Linked DNA regions of Mus musculus: region 1 is linked to region 2. A link is a contact called in public Hi-C data. All regions are on one chromosome and are shown on one strand. The core of a region is the stretch at or near the end of the contact, and the rest is flanking DNA. Distances in the headings are between cores, read along the strand shown.

Region 1 (7,043 bases), core at 2,395-4,894, 190 kb after region 2:
AACCCAATACAGTTGTGACTTCTAACTTGAATACTGAGGAGCAGGTGAATTTGCATATGACCATAAATGTGTCACATTCTATTCCGTATGGTCACTTTGTACATGATGTTCAAGCTGTCTCCTCTATGGGACACAAAGTTAATAACAGTCATGGCTGTTGGATGGGCTCCTTGTTAAACACACTGCACTCTGCTCTCTCTCCAGCAGAGGCGTTCTGAGCATCTGCAGCCCTTGCTCTCTCAAGGTCACCACCATGACCATCTGTTAATATGCTCTGCTGAGATTCAGTCATTCTTCTCTCATCTCCCCTCAGGCTGTCAGCTGTCCTCTCTGCTGGGACTAAGCGGCCTCTCACAGTCTTCCCCACCACCTTCAATTGCTTATTGGTTCCAATATCCTCTGGTGTGAGGAAGAAATAACAACAAAATGGGCACTTGACTCATTGGTGAATAGGAGCTGTAAGCGTAAGAGACAAGCCTGCCCGAGCATCAGTCACAGAGGAAGGCTTTTGCTTTCACCATTTTACAAAGAGAGCTGTAGAGACTGTGTTTCCTGCTGCTTCAATTTCTCCGCCTCCTTCCATATCTCCACCATCATTTTCCTCCTCTTTCTAGTTCTCTAGAATGTCTTGAAATGTGACAGCTACATACTGTCACCCTCGCTCCGTGCAGATTTTGTTTTTCTATCACAACAATTGGAAGGCCATCCCTAAATCAGATCGTTTTAGATTGTCTCTGTTCTCGGTGGCTTTAACAACACAGTGACTCAAAGCTGCATACAGTTGGCAGCTTTCAGCCATTTATTTGGACTACCAAGCAAGAATGCTCACAGCCTTTCTGATGAACGAAGACATCTTTATTTCCAGTTCACACCCTTCATCATAAGAAGGGTATTTGAAGGGAAGCCAAAAAGCATACTTCTCAAACTTCATGTTTCACATGCTTGCAGGAATTGGGGATAATTCCTTACCCCAGCGTCTTCACAATTGTGCAGTAGAAATTGACAGTAATGTACTCGCGGTCCACCAACAAAGAGAAAAACTATATATGCTTCATTTACTTCATAGGAAAAGCTTCAGTTTTCCACAATTGTATTTTTGGAAGTGACTAGTGTATATACTCCATGGAGAGGAACAAACTTTTTTATTTTTTTCATTTTATTTCCTTACTGTCTTTGAAAGGGTCTCCATTCTGGAGGCCAAAATAGAGCCTCTGTAATAGTTACCAGAAACTTTTTTTGAAATTAGAAAAACTATGTTCAAGAAACACAGATCTTATTCCATGTTAGTGAAGGCTACAACTTGGGGGCTGGAACAAGGAGATTTCCTGCATTGGCCAAAACTTAAAGAGCTAAATTGAGAACCCTATGCCATCGCTGCTGTCTGCATTTCCCTCTGTGCACTGGGAACCACCTAGGGTCTCCAGGCCTTGTTTCGTGGCCAGGACAAGCTTTGCTGCTCCTGAAACTGCACTTTCTTTCCAGAAGTCTCCTCTCCACATCCAAGAATGGCCATGTATTTGCACACTCTTTGAGATGGCTTTCCTTGTATTGACTTATATCACTGACAGTATGAATTTATTTTGCACCTTGTCTTTATGATCTATAAACCTTCTGAAGGCCAGATCTACTTCTAACTTACCTGATTCATTTATGGGTCTGCCCCCTAATGTACTTTTCAAAAAAGTACACATTTATGGGAAGACACAAGGATGGATTACTTCTAGAAAAGTTTATATTGCAATCCCTACTATAACAATATTAATAGATATTGTCACAGGATGTCATGTAGCCCAGGCTGGACTTGAATTAATAATATTTAAAACTCAAACTCCCAAATCCTTGCATGCAGGCCTGTCCTACTATGTGGAGCTGAATAGGCACTTTGGACTTGAATGCCTTTTGTTGTTTACAAAGTTCTTTTACGTGCATTTCTGTGTAGTTCAGCACTTATCCTATGCTATGCACATAAGTGTGTAGTATAAATGTGTATGTGTATCCATTTTGTGTCTGTGTGTTGCTTATATTGAACAAACTCACACATTCATATACAAGCTGAGTTCTGTAAGGGAGAAGCTGCTATGTTGGCTGCTGGAGCCTCACTTCAGCACTTGGCAAGAAGGAAAAGCTCAGGGAGGATTTGTTAGCTGAAGGAATCAAGTTATTACCTCGTTCAGGCTTCACCATAATCATCCAAAGTGCATAAAGTCCATATTGTATCTTGTGTCTTTTCAAGTTAAAAAACTGAGTCCCAAGGACCTGCTCAGGGTTTCAAAGGTACACAGTGGCCAAACAAAAACTTGAACCCTAGCTTTCTAGATCCATAACCTTTCTTCACTGACTTCTGGGAATTTTCTATATTAATAGCAATGCATGAACTATCTCACGAGGAAAAATTGCTTCCAAATTTAAATGCGTGATGCATATGCAGGAAATCACTGACTTTTCAATCCAAGGGTAATGCGGTTGGTGTGACTTTCAGGGAATAGGGCTTTCTTTTACCCACTCTTCCTGATGGGCATGTGTCAGTGCACACAAATGCATACCATACATCCCTCACTTCACACTTTCCGAGGCTTCTTAATTCCTCCTCAGGTTCTCCATGCTCTGGTGTCTTTTATAGCTTCTGCTGGACCAGGCACCCACATGACATTTGTTATTGGGATGTCAGCAAGTGTAAAGACTGTGGGAAGAGAGAAAGCTGACCCATCTAATGTAGACGAGAGCCTGGTACTAGTAGAAGTTTGCTTCCGTCCTGATTGTAGCTCATGGCAGGAAGCAGAGTAAAGCCTTTATTGATGACTAAGTTGTATTGAATATTACAGCATGTCACTAATCGCCACGAGACCCTAATGGAATACCATTCTTACTGAGATGGGAGCCAAGGTTCAGCACTGGAGAGAGGTGACACAAACACCACAGCCAGGGAAGGGCGGCCTTAAGCCCTGTGCCTAGAACACACGAACCCTTACACTGAAATTGGCCGCATAGTGTAGGTGTTTGCACAGTCACTTTCTCTTCTTGGGAAACTATCTCTTGTGTTCTTTAACACATCTTTGTAAATGAGAAAAAGGCACACAGTGCCCTGAGATCACAGTAAAATACAAGGGAACTATATTCATTTCCCATATTCCCATATTCAGACAGACAGACAGACACACACACACAATTGAAAAATCTTTAAAAGGATTGCTGTGGGGAACAAATGATGTCCTACGTGGCTCAGCAGTTGAGATCTCACTGCTCTTGAAGGAGATGTGAGTTGGTTCCTAGCACCCAGGGTTGATAGCTCATAACTGCCAGAACTGCATTCCCAAGGAGATCTGACGCCCTCTACTGGATTTTATGAGCACCTGCACTCATAGATCCCTCCTGACCAGAGTCTGTCTCCTTGCCCATCTCCCTGTCTCTGTCTTTCATAGGGAATGTTAAAATAATCTGATAAAATACAAGAGAAAAGTAACATTAGCTTTTAATCTAAAGTGCATGTGGGTAGGGTGAGTCACTGAAAATTGTACAAAAGAGATCTTAAGTTCTGTAGGATGTTTCAAAGTCTGTGGAAATGCAGTGAGTAGCCCAGGAACTCTGTAAAAGCCTATTTTGGTGCTCGGGGTAGACAGATGGTAATAAGGTAATGGGATGTCTAGTCTATGCAGATTCACAAGTCTGGTTCTGCATTTGACCATGAGTCAGGCCTTGGACATGGTTTCTCCATGTAGACTTATTTCTTTCTCTTTTCGTTTCTCATAAATGGCTACGAAGACTTGCTGGAAGCTGTGTGTGGTTCTTTTTACTGAAATTATCATTTGGGGAAACACTTGTTCTCTAAGACTTACTGAACTCCACCCCACAAAGCATGCCCCCTACTCAGATGTCATCTCCTGTACATCATTTGGAAGATGGATTATTGGGGTTTCCCACCAGTCCCCAGCTCAGTTTCTATTTCCAAATTCCGGCTGCCAGTTCCATACTTGGTTAAGATCCTGCTTCTGCCTGGTATCCTAGGGAAACAGTTTGTAAGGGCTGCTGTGTCCATCTGCCTTCCTGCCTGAGTTTTTGACTATACACCCTGATTATTTCCTAATCTAGAAGTGAATCACAAGACTGCAAATGCAGGGAACAGCCTTGAAATATGTTCAGAGTGTGAATACTTACAGAGTTAGGCCTGAGAGTGTAGAGCAAGACACTTGCATTTGTGACTCTACTTATGTATATATTTATAGGCACTTTGATAAAGCCAATGTAAGTGCATACATAGTTGGGCTGTGTATCAAGAAATCTTAATTTTTAAATGCAGAGACATTACAATTACAGTGTGAACATGGACCTGGAAACCTCCCTGCACACCATTCCCAGTCAGCTGTGACATTGTTCAAGGGACCCTTGGCTTGAAGTTGTCAAGATAAGATAAGTTGGTTAGCTTCAGGCTGTATCTCTTCATCTACAAGAAGCCCATCCTCCACTTGTCATGGGAATTTTGAGCCTTTGTCCTAGAATTTTTTTTTTGACCAAACTAACTTGTTAAATAATATATTCTACAGTCTTGGTTTTATACTCCTAGATACATAGGTATTATACCATCAGAATCATAATTTGGGGTGTAGTGGTGAATGTCTGAAATCCCACACAGCAGGATCCAGAGGTCAGGAACATTATGAGTTACAAAACAGGACTATATCACAAAAGCAAACAATGTAGAGTAATATAAGCAGTATCCTAGACAGATTTGATTTTTATATCAATAAACAGTCTTCTACCAGATAAATCTGTATACTTTTCAAGCTTTGAAAAGTTTGAACCTTACTCCTAAATTTCCATCCAGCACACTTAATATGAACAGCAGGTTATTAAAAATTTACCTATTTGGCTTGTAAAACTTTGGAGCCTAGTTGCTAAATTCACCATTGGACATTGTTGGAAGTCAAAGATGAGCAGAAAAGAAGAAAGCATAGGTTTTGACATTTTTGAGCACACTAACCTTGTCCTTGTAGTTATTCTAGCCAGTACAATGCTAAGTAAGATCCAGAAGATGTAGTGAGTAGGTGAGCTGGGCCTCTCACTGGAAGCTTGTGAATAAAAATGTTTGGAAGGGTAGACAGCCTAGGTCTTATCATATCCCTAGCATTAGAGATGGAGCCCTTAGCAGCTAGAATCTGGTGTTTCATTTAATTACTTTTCAAAATGCCGTTACCAGAATTTTTATGTAAATACATATTTTATTCCCTGAGGCATGTTAATATGAAATCAAAATTATACAACACTGAAAGGAAAACACAATTTCCTTTCTTTTCACCAGGTCTCTCTAATGTGTTGTTGAAAACATGCTATAGGATGGTGAAGATGCTCAGACTGTGCCTGTGATTCCTGAAGTATTTATACTACAGAGCCATAGCACCATGTCATCATGATGATCGTCAGGCAGCTCACAGAATGCAGTTCAGTAGACTATGGGCTTAGCAGTGATCCTGAGCTCCCACTGTAGGAAGTGCCGCTATCCTTAGGGAAACAGGCCCTAAATTGACAGGCACAGAGCTACACTATGTGGTATTCAGTGGTTGATGACTCAAAGAGACATGGCTATTTCTTATTATATGTTTATATGTCAAACATTGTTCGTCTGTCTTGTTACCCACATCATTCCTAGAACAGACCTTGCATGTGTGGCTGCTACAGTTATCTTCATTTTTAGAGGGCACTGAACCGTAGAGAAGGTGAGTTATTTGCCCAAGGCTATACAGTTAACAATAATTGAGTTTTGTGATGTATTCTCTTGTTCTATTCTCTAAAAACAAGCTGAAAAATAAGTTATATTGGATTTGACAGGTTAAAGGACAAGAACCTGAAGACTAGTGGAGCAACCCTGCAGTGTGCAAAGGTGGGGGCGGGATGTGCAGTGCCTGGCTCCTGGTGTTCATAGTAATAGACATTACATGAGCAGTGGATGGCCTGGGAGTCAAAAATGTTCTCACAGCTGGTGTTGAGAGCATGGAGTGAGCTGATCTGGAACAGAGAGAGTAGGTGATAAATACAATGTAAACACCCTTAGGGATGGCAATCCATAATGAAGAAACCAAAGGTGACATAGTTCATTCCTTCTATTGGTTAAGTAGCAGCTGTTCTTGTCCCTGGTCATCCTTCAGAACTTGCTGGGAAGCTATCTAATACTGTTAACGCCTGGTCCTCCCCTAGTCACGGAGATAATGGTCTTTGGGGTAGAATTGCTGTGAATTCAGTCTCTAGTGATTCTGGTGAGCAGGCCTGGCTACATGACCAGCTTAGCAGAGAGATTGTATCCTGTGTTTGACATCAGAAAGCAACTGCTTAAAAATGGCATCCCAAGAGTTCCCATGTACAAACCCAAGGAAGCCTAAGCATTTCCCCGCTGGTCATCCCTTGCTCCAGCCTGTGAGCCTCAACAGGCAGGGGATTCAGGTTGCATACTTCTTCCATCCCCTCTTGGGATACTTATTCAGTTTTTCTTTAAATAATTTCTGGTTTGTCACTTTCTAGAACCTTTTATCCATGCCTGATTCTCTATGTAATTATGATTTTGATATAGTCAGGGTAATATCCCCTTGGCCTTATAGTCTAGGGCTTGGGGTCAGAGCCAAAATGTTATCATTCATGACCTATGTAATGCTTAATTTCCTCATCCATATCATGGGGGACATTAACTGCATTTGCTTCACAGGAAGTTCTGATTATTAAATAAAATATTTGGTCCAGTGCTCTCCACAGAGTTGCCAGTAAATGTAATCTTTATGATTGTGGATAATAACATGAAACACTGATAATGAATCTCGGCAAGAAAGCACTTCCTATGGCTGACTTTCTGTAGATTCCAGCCTCTACCAACGAGAATAGAAGATAGAAAATTCTAGGTTCCTTTAAGGTAAGACTCTGAATTGTCACCATGCCTTATTTTGCAGACTGACCTGTGATAGATGTTTCTGTAGAGAAACCATAAAATATTTTGATATAGTCACTCAGCCTAGGACGTCTAGCCCTAGGATCAGATAACCTTGGACCAAAGTGTTGCCTTTCAT
Region 2 (7,334 bases), core at 1,980-4,479:
TGAAAAGGGAAATTCTTTTTGCTCCCTTGAGTTTGTTGCAGTGATTTCACACTCATCAGTTTCGGTATTTTTCTATATTGTGTAACGTATTTTGTCCCCTACTAGCCTGCATGTCTCATTGCCAGCTGCTTGATGGCAAGGTGGGGTTTCATTAGTAGTGGGCAGTATGACTGGCTCTTGGAAACCATTCTTACATAAAGATATGGTGTACATGCCCTCGGAGTTGGAAGAAAATAAACAGGGACCTACAAATTAATATCTGTTGTCTTTTTGTAACAAATGACACTTGAATTTTGTTGCTGCTTTTCTATTTTCTTAAGGCAGAAATTTTATTTGATTGCACTTTTTAGTAGTTTATTGGCCACAGAAAGACCCTCTGTTAGTGCGTATGCTAGAGATATTCTCAAGTGATGTCCCCTTCTGAGCCAGACTGAGCTTTGTAATTAAACGAGAATTAGCAGAAGTATGTCGTGCCTGTATTCCTACTCTGCTAGTACCTTTTGGTGAGGGTGCTCCAAGTTCTCATATATCTAACACTACTGTCTAGCTCTTCCTATTATCGCAGTGGAGTAGACAGACAGGGATGCTGTTTTCTCATAGCTTGGTCTCTGACTCAGTTCCTTGATAGAAATTTATTCTTTATTCTTTATTCTTCATCTGTCTCAAACATAACATTAACGGTGACAGAAGCCAAGAAAACCTTTCAGTATTGCATGGTGTCTTATAACACACATGGAGAACCATTACTCTATTTGATCTTTAGGACTCTTTGATATCTAAATGCCAGGGGTTATTCTCATTTTATGGAGCTTGAACTGAGTCTACACAGCTGTTTCCACATAGTATCACTGGCTATAAAATTGCAGAGTGGATGATCAGAACGGCCAGTGTTTGGAACCTGAGTAGACTATTTTAGGAAGTGTAAACCCCCTAAAATTTGAGGCCAGACTTTGTTTCACCTTTTACAATGCTGTTCACATAATATGACTTAGAAAATGAGATGATGATGATGATGGTGGTGGTGGTTGTGGTGTTGGTGTTGGTAGTGGTAGACTTTCTAAGTCCCACTCCACACTGCTGTTTTGAATAAGGTTTTGTCCCAGGGATGTCTCTCCAGACTTTCTTTATGAGAGGTCTCTGAGAAGACTGGAACCTCTGTTCAAAACCCCTGCTTTTGATGAGCATGGTAAGTGATACACATTCATTTAGCTGTTACAAAGAAAAGTTCCTGTTATTTGGAAGATTTGCTCTTTCCTTGATTGTTTCAATTGTATAAGCCTAGTTTGTATTCTTTTTCTTTGATAACATTAGATACATTTGAAGATTTTCCATGTATTTTTATAAGATCAATAAAAGCAAATTTACTTAGTAACCCCAAACCTCTATTTTGTAATTTGTCAGCTCCTATTTTTTTTTTTATAATTCTTTGCTCATCAATACAGGCGTATAGTTTTCTTAAAGGCATATTTATTTTAACTGTATGCAGCTGCGAGTGCTGTTCCCTCAGAGTCCAGAAGGAAGTCTAGGATCTCCTAGAATTAGGGCTACAAGCAGTTTGAGCCATCTTATGTGCGTGATGGGCACCAAACGTGGTCTTCCCCGCAGAACAGTAAGAACACTTAATTCTGCATCAATTCTTCATCCCCAGGTCACTCTGTATTGTTCATTAACTAAGGACTGACATAAGTTTATGTTTTCATTAAATGTGATAGTATAAGAATCTAGCCCAACATTTCTAGCAGTGGCTTATTAAAGTATTCGAAGTGACAAAATAATTTGAATTCCCATTGCCTTGTTACTGGTCATGTGTCTTTCCTATAGTCCCTACAGTCAAGGTCTTCATAGATATAACTGTATGGGGAAACGTGCTGGAGGATTCAGATATTTACTGCCTGCTTCCCTGAACTGAACCCGGGCAGCTCTGGAAGGATATTTAGAACTGATTAGATAAGAGGGTTTTATGTACTGGAGGAGGTAGAGATGGTTGCACAGATTTTTCTCCTAGCCATACCCACTGATCTTGAACAATGGACACATGAGTTCAGGTGTAGTCTACTGACAGTTCCTGGTATATTATCCTGTGTGGGGCTGGGAGTGTATAGCTCAGTAGTAGAAGGTTTGCCAAACAACTGTTAAGGTGGTGGGTTCAAATCCTACCCTGCATAAATAAACCAAAGGAAAACCACACTACTTGTGTTCTTGTGTCTCACATAGTTTCATTGTGATATGTGATGGATCCTAAGTGAGGACATAGACAAAGGGTAGCTGAACGCATGTCCTTACAGTTGCTTCTGTCCCTGTGACAAACTGAGCCTCTCCTTCTTGTCATCACTGTTTTAATAATAGTAACATGACCTATAGTAAAGATTTTTTAGTATTAACCATGTTCTAGATATCATTCCTGATCCTCCTCTCTCAGTTGTCACGTTAATTTTAAGAAATTGTTTTGTTAGTGTCTTTCACTTGATGCTGATCTACCCTTGTCATGGCCACAGTGCTTTCTTCCCGATATGAGGCAAGGAAAGACAGGAGCCAGAGTGGAGTCTTGTAGGTGTCCATGTTCATGAGAGTCAACACAGTTCTGATCCTGAGGCTGAGATCAGAACTAGTGTTTGAGCTGTCATTGTGGAATCCTCCAGAAGCAGGATGAAAAGAGTTGCTATGGCAGGCAGCAGAGACTGGACTTCATTAGGGCTGTGACTTTCTCATCAGCTATTTGGTTCTTGAAGACAGGAGTCTGGCACACAGTTGGTATACATTGTTAATTTCAGGCTCAAAGGAACAAGTGGATGTTTGACTATTTCAAGAGAGTCTACTTAATTCTTCAGAAATTTTGTTCATCTGTAATCAGCCTAGAGTTTTCATGGAATTTCTGCTAATACAAAATCTTGTGTGATATTAAAACAGAGCTCTGGAACTGTGAAGATGTTAACACATTTCAAAATGTGTTGGTTTGATTTATTGTTTTCTTGTTCTGATAAAGATAGGGGACTACTCTTCTCTGTTTAGTGATTAAGTCACCCGCCACCTTTTTCTATTTTGGTCTTTGTGGTAATACATGTTTCCTGGAAAATTCCCCCCCCCCCCCCGTTCTATTAATACAGTAAAAGGGGGTTACGGCCGTGACTCACCCCAGGAAATCAGCCTTCGTTTGCTTCCTCAATCTCACAAACAGTGCAGTCCCCATGCACAAAATCAACAACTTCTGCAAATGGGTTACTTTATAGTTCTTAAGAAAGTTCTAGAAAATACAGTATTTGTGGTCGACTGTGTGCTTCCTGTGATGGTGGGGATTGTACAAAAGTTCAGGTTTTGCTTCTCAGTGTTCGTGAAATCCTTGCCACGCTAGATCAGTGATATGGTCTCTGGTAGGAGTTCTCTGACCTGCTGATGTTGAGCAAACATTCCAGGAACACATCCTTGCACAGTTACAGCTCAGGGCAGGGGCTTCAGCAGTTACTGTCTGGGGGTCAGAATTTCAGTGCACATGAGGTGTGTGCCAGCTTAGAGTCCCACTGTCACCCCTCTGCTCACTCGGCAATGACTGGATGGGGCCATCCACACATTAATTCTCTCCATGTGTCTTGGCGTCTCTGAGGTTTTGCTCAGTTCTCCTCATGAACTTGGGACCTGCTCTAAGGAAGCTTCCATTCCCATGACTGTGACTGCTATTACACAGTTACCTGTCATGTCCAAGGACTTCAGACTGTGAGCTCATCCTAAGGATGTCTAGCCTCAGCTGATGTGGATCAAGGCTGCGTAGAGTAAGCTTAGTCATTTTAATTCCATACGTTGTTCAACCCCAATTTTGTCTAGAAATTCATTCTTTTAAAAACAGAAATGGAGTTTAACCATGTGTTTTCTGTAGGATTTGTATTTTCCACTTTGCCTTATAATTTATATTCTTCCTTAGCTGATTTTTTAGGTATCTGACTGTGAATTTTTTCTGAATTATAAATGTCTTCCTTTTGACATTACTCTTCACTGCCTTTCTATTTTCCTGGTACAGTATGGGATAAATAGTAGCTGTTCACTGTTTGAGAAATGCTAACTATGTGGTTATTTGACCAGTGAGTGAACTTCTCTGGATCTCTGGTGTAGGAAAGGGTAGAGGAACAGTTCCTGCTTATTTTGAAGGCTAGGTATTATATTTAAAAACTCTTTTAATAGTGCCTGGTACTTAGTAAGCACTTACTAAATGTTATCATAAATAAATGATCTTTCTGCTACTTATAAAGTAGCCACATAGCATTTCCTTCTAGGATTTTCTTCCAGTCTTTTATGATGGATAAAGAAGAGCCATACAGTCTAGGAGTTCCTGTCAGCTTTCTTTATATAGGAAACCAGATGTAAATATGCTGTTTCAGTTACATACATCTCATATTTTTATATGATTGCTGACAAAACATTAAGTAAGAATTATGCTATCATATTCCCTAGATATCAATTCATGCTCTCATTAAAGTCAGACATTTATCTGGTACTGCTGACTGCTGTTCTTACCCGCAGTAATGTTAAGTACTGTCACCATTTAATGGTCTTGCCTGACCTTTGGGCATTAGTGCCAATCCTTTCTTCATTCTGTCCATGAAAACAACAACTTAGACATCCCATTCCTTCCTCCCTGTGTCTTCTTCTAGCTTAGAAACCTTTGTTTAATAGAGGGCTTGAAAACTTGCTGCAACAGAAAAAGATTGTAATAAGAAATTCTTTCTTCCATCCTTCCAAGTCGAAGCATGTGTTTATATGCCTTTTCATATGTCACACATTTAGGTGCATATACTTTTATATGTGTAATTTTCAGAATTTTCCTGTTATACGTTGAACAGTTGCCTTTGTGATTGCTGCTGCAAAGAACTCAGAGGGTTTTATTTTTTTTTCCTTTCATGATTTCAACCTTGAGAGTCAGCAGTCAGTGTGCTCTGGCACAGGGCATGTTGTTTTGCATTTATCAGATGATACTTTGCATGCCCAGAGGGGATCAGATTTGGAAGATGCATGCTTAAGTTTTTAAATATAAGTAACTCTACAGTGGGTTTGTGTTTGTCAGCCCAGTAAATCTTTATAGAACTTTGCATTGCAGTTGTCTCTGTGTGTTGATAACTGTTCCCTGGAGAGTACAGCATCAGAATTGAATCCTATAACTCCAATCCCTAAGTCTACTGCTGCACATTTCCCACAGTACCTAACGGTATGTGGGGAACTGCTCACTGTCCTGTCCCGTGTCATATGCCATGTGGGCAGCCAGTGCACACAGATATTCTCTATATTCAGCTTTAACCGCCACAAGTCACTTTTTCATGTAATAAGTGTACCACAATGCCCAGCGGGTTGTAGATGCTTAGTAGTTGCTGGAAGATTATTAAGTTACCCAGATATAAAAGTGGCAAATGGCTTAGTTACCTGGGTGTGGAAACGTCTGGTGTGGTTCTAGTGGGAGCTTTCTAAGTGTCTTAGTTTAAGCTGATGACATAGTAAAGAGGATCATACCTGCTCTGGTCACTGATACAGAGAGCCTACATTGCCCTTCAAGACAAGGCATCTGTCACCTAAAAGCCCGATACTTTCCCATGGCAGTCTAAAAGGTGACAGATTCTAGGCGATGTCTTTTGGGAAGAACAGACAGACACCGAGGATGCTGCTCTTCTGAACAGCTTTTGTGGTTAGGAGTGAGACTAGGAAGTGACTGGATCAGTGTGGAAGCCTCACTGGGTCCCAGGATGGAGAGACTTAGGAGTGCTGTTGTCCAGCCTGAGAGAGTGGATGTATTGTCACATGTGATGCTGATTTCCCCTTTCTATCAGTAACTGTGTCTGCAGCACCTTCTTCCCACTGTCTATACCACCACCCCTCATTACTCCTTTTGCTTGCTAAAATTTGAATACTTGGTAATGATTTGTAAAAATTACATTCCATGTGATAATGTATCATATCAGCAACCTGGGCAAAGAGATATCCTCTAAAATCCGTAGCATGAATCTGAGTGAGATGAGACCTCACCTTTCCCTGAAAGAAGTTTGTTTGACATTTGTTTGTTCATTGTGTTGTGTGCGCCTCAGTTCATTCTTTTATTTTATTTTATCTAAGGAAGTTATACCTATTGATATGTCAGTGAACTATGTGTATGCCTTTCCTTTGAGGCCAGAAGTGGTTGTTGGATATTTTGGGACTAGAGTTACAACTAGAGCTGTAAGCTGCCATTTGTTTTCTGGGGATAGAACATGGGGTTTTAGAAAGAATGGCCTGCGTTCTTAACCACTGAGCCATCTGGAAAGATCCTGTGTGTCTATGTTGTAAAGGAATTTCTGAACTTAATCCCCGCACAGTTTCAGTGCAAGCCCTTTGTTGTAGTAACTGTTCCAGAAGGATGCCTGGCGTTGTGTCCTGAGGATGCTCACCAGCTTAGATCAGGGAGTAGAGCAGCCTGGGAAAGCTGATGGCGTTCTTCCTGACTCTAGAGTATTCTTGATTAAGAATTTGATGGAGGAGCCAATTCTTGTGGTATACTCCTACAATCTCAGGACCTGGGAGGTCAAGCCAGGAAAGAGCTACAAATTTGATGAGTCTGTGTTTATTTTTTTTAAAGATGTTTCTAGATGATTAAAGGTGTCATAGGTCTACAGTTTGTTTTTTTGTTTCAAGGATAGAGACAGACAGAAAAAAACCATTGAGAGAATATTTGTGAACTTTCCTTCCAGATTCAGTTTTCCATCATTTTGACTTATTAGTATATACATAGAGAAACACATCAAATTTTCCAGAATGGAGAGGGACTCTATAAACTCTGACTTCATTTAGTTGCGTATTTAGCCCCATCTTTAGCAAAAGTGACCATTCCTGTCAGTGACTGCATGCTGTACATCCAAAGTGAACGTGTTATACATTACAGTTCCAACTGAATCGGTGTAATGGAGTACAAGTGAATGCAGCCCTGGCCTACCTCTGAGGCCTGTCTCTCTCTTTGGCAGACTCTGTGTCCTTTCTTGTAAAAACCTATCCAACTTAAGATTCTCCATTTAACAGAAAATCTTAACCTTTATTTGTTTCTTTTCTAACAGTATATTAGGGAAAGGGTAGTTGTGAATTTGAAATGCTGAACACATTTGAAAGCCTGTGATCATATCAGTCTGGATGAGAGAAATTGGTGGGGTGCGTTGGATATCTTACATCCGGTCCTCCTTATTTTTGGTTTTGACTTCCAAAGCTTCAGAGCTATGCTTTCTGACCTTCCTAGTTAGCAGTGCTGAATCTCAGCATTGTGTCAATCCTCCTCAGCTACTAGGATGTAAAGCAGTGTTGTGTCATAGCTCTAACATGCACAGGATAGGAAGGAG

Evidence for each region. A called contact is a pair of places that touch in the nucleus more often than the background predicts.
Region 1: a Hi-C map of bone marrow-derived macrophages shows a contact between it and region 2, with 7 times the contacts expected there. The contact joins two enhancer-like sites. A contact is called at or near these places in 2 of 39 promoter capture datasets (the C10 cell line and liver), 1 of 15 datasets of contacts at CTCF or cohesin (the NIH/3T3 cell line), 8 of 484 Hi-C or Micro-C datasets (B cells, CD4 T cells, the G1E-ER4 cell line and 3 more) and 4 of 115 datasets of contacts at active chromatin or transcription factors (CD8 T cells, bone marrow-derived macrophages, microglia and 1 more).

The regions. Positions count from the first base shown.
Region 1 is chr16:24,819,062-24,826,104 of GRCm38.p6, forward strand. All of the region lies in intron 8 of Lpp (LIM domain containing preferred translocation partner in lipoma), which reads left to right. Among named protein-coding and RNA genes, the nearest start is that of Mir28a, 5.3 kb to the right of the region's middle. Within about 2 kb of position 3,645, at least 6 of the 459 cell types and tissues checked have an H3K27ac peak or open chromatin away from gene starts, as enhancers often do. A contact at or near this core is called in bone marrow-derived macrophages, where this site is marked.
Region 2 is chr16:24,626,287-24,633,620 of GRCm38.p6, forward strand. The region is part of intron 5 of Lpp (LIM domain containing preferred translocation partner in lipoma); the gene reads left to right. Among named protein-coding and RNA genes, the nearest start is that of Mir28a, 200 kb to the right of the region's middle. Within about 2 kb of position 3,230, at least 111 of the 459 cell types and tissues checked have an H3K27ac peak or open chromatin away from gene starts, as enhancers often do. A contact at or near this core is called in bone marrow-derived macrophages, where this site is marked.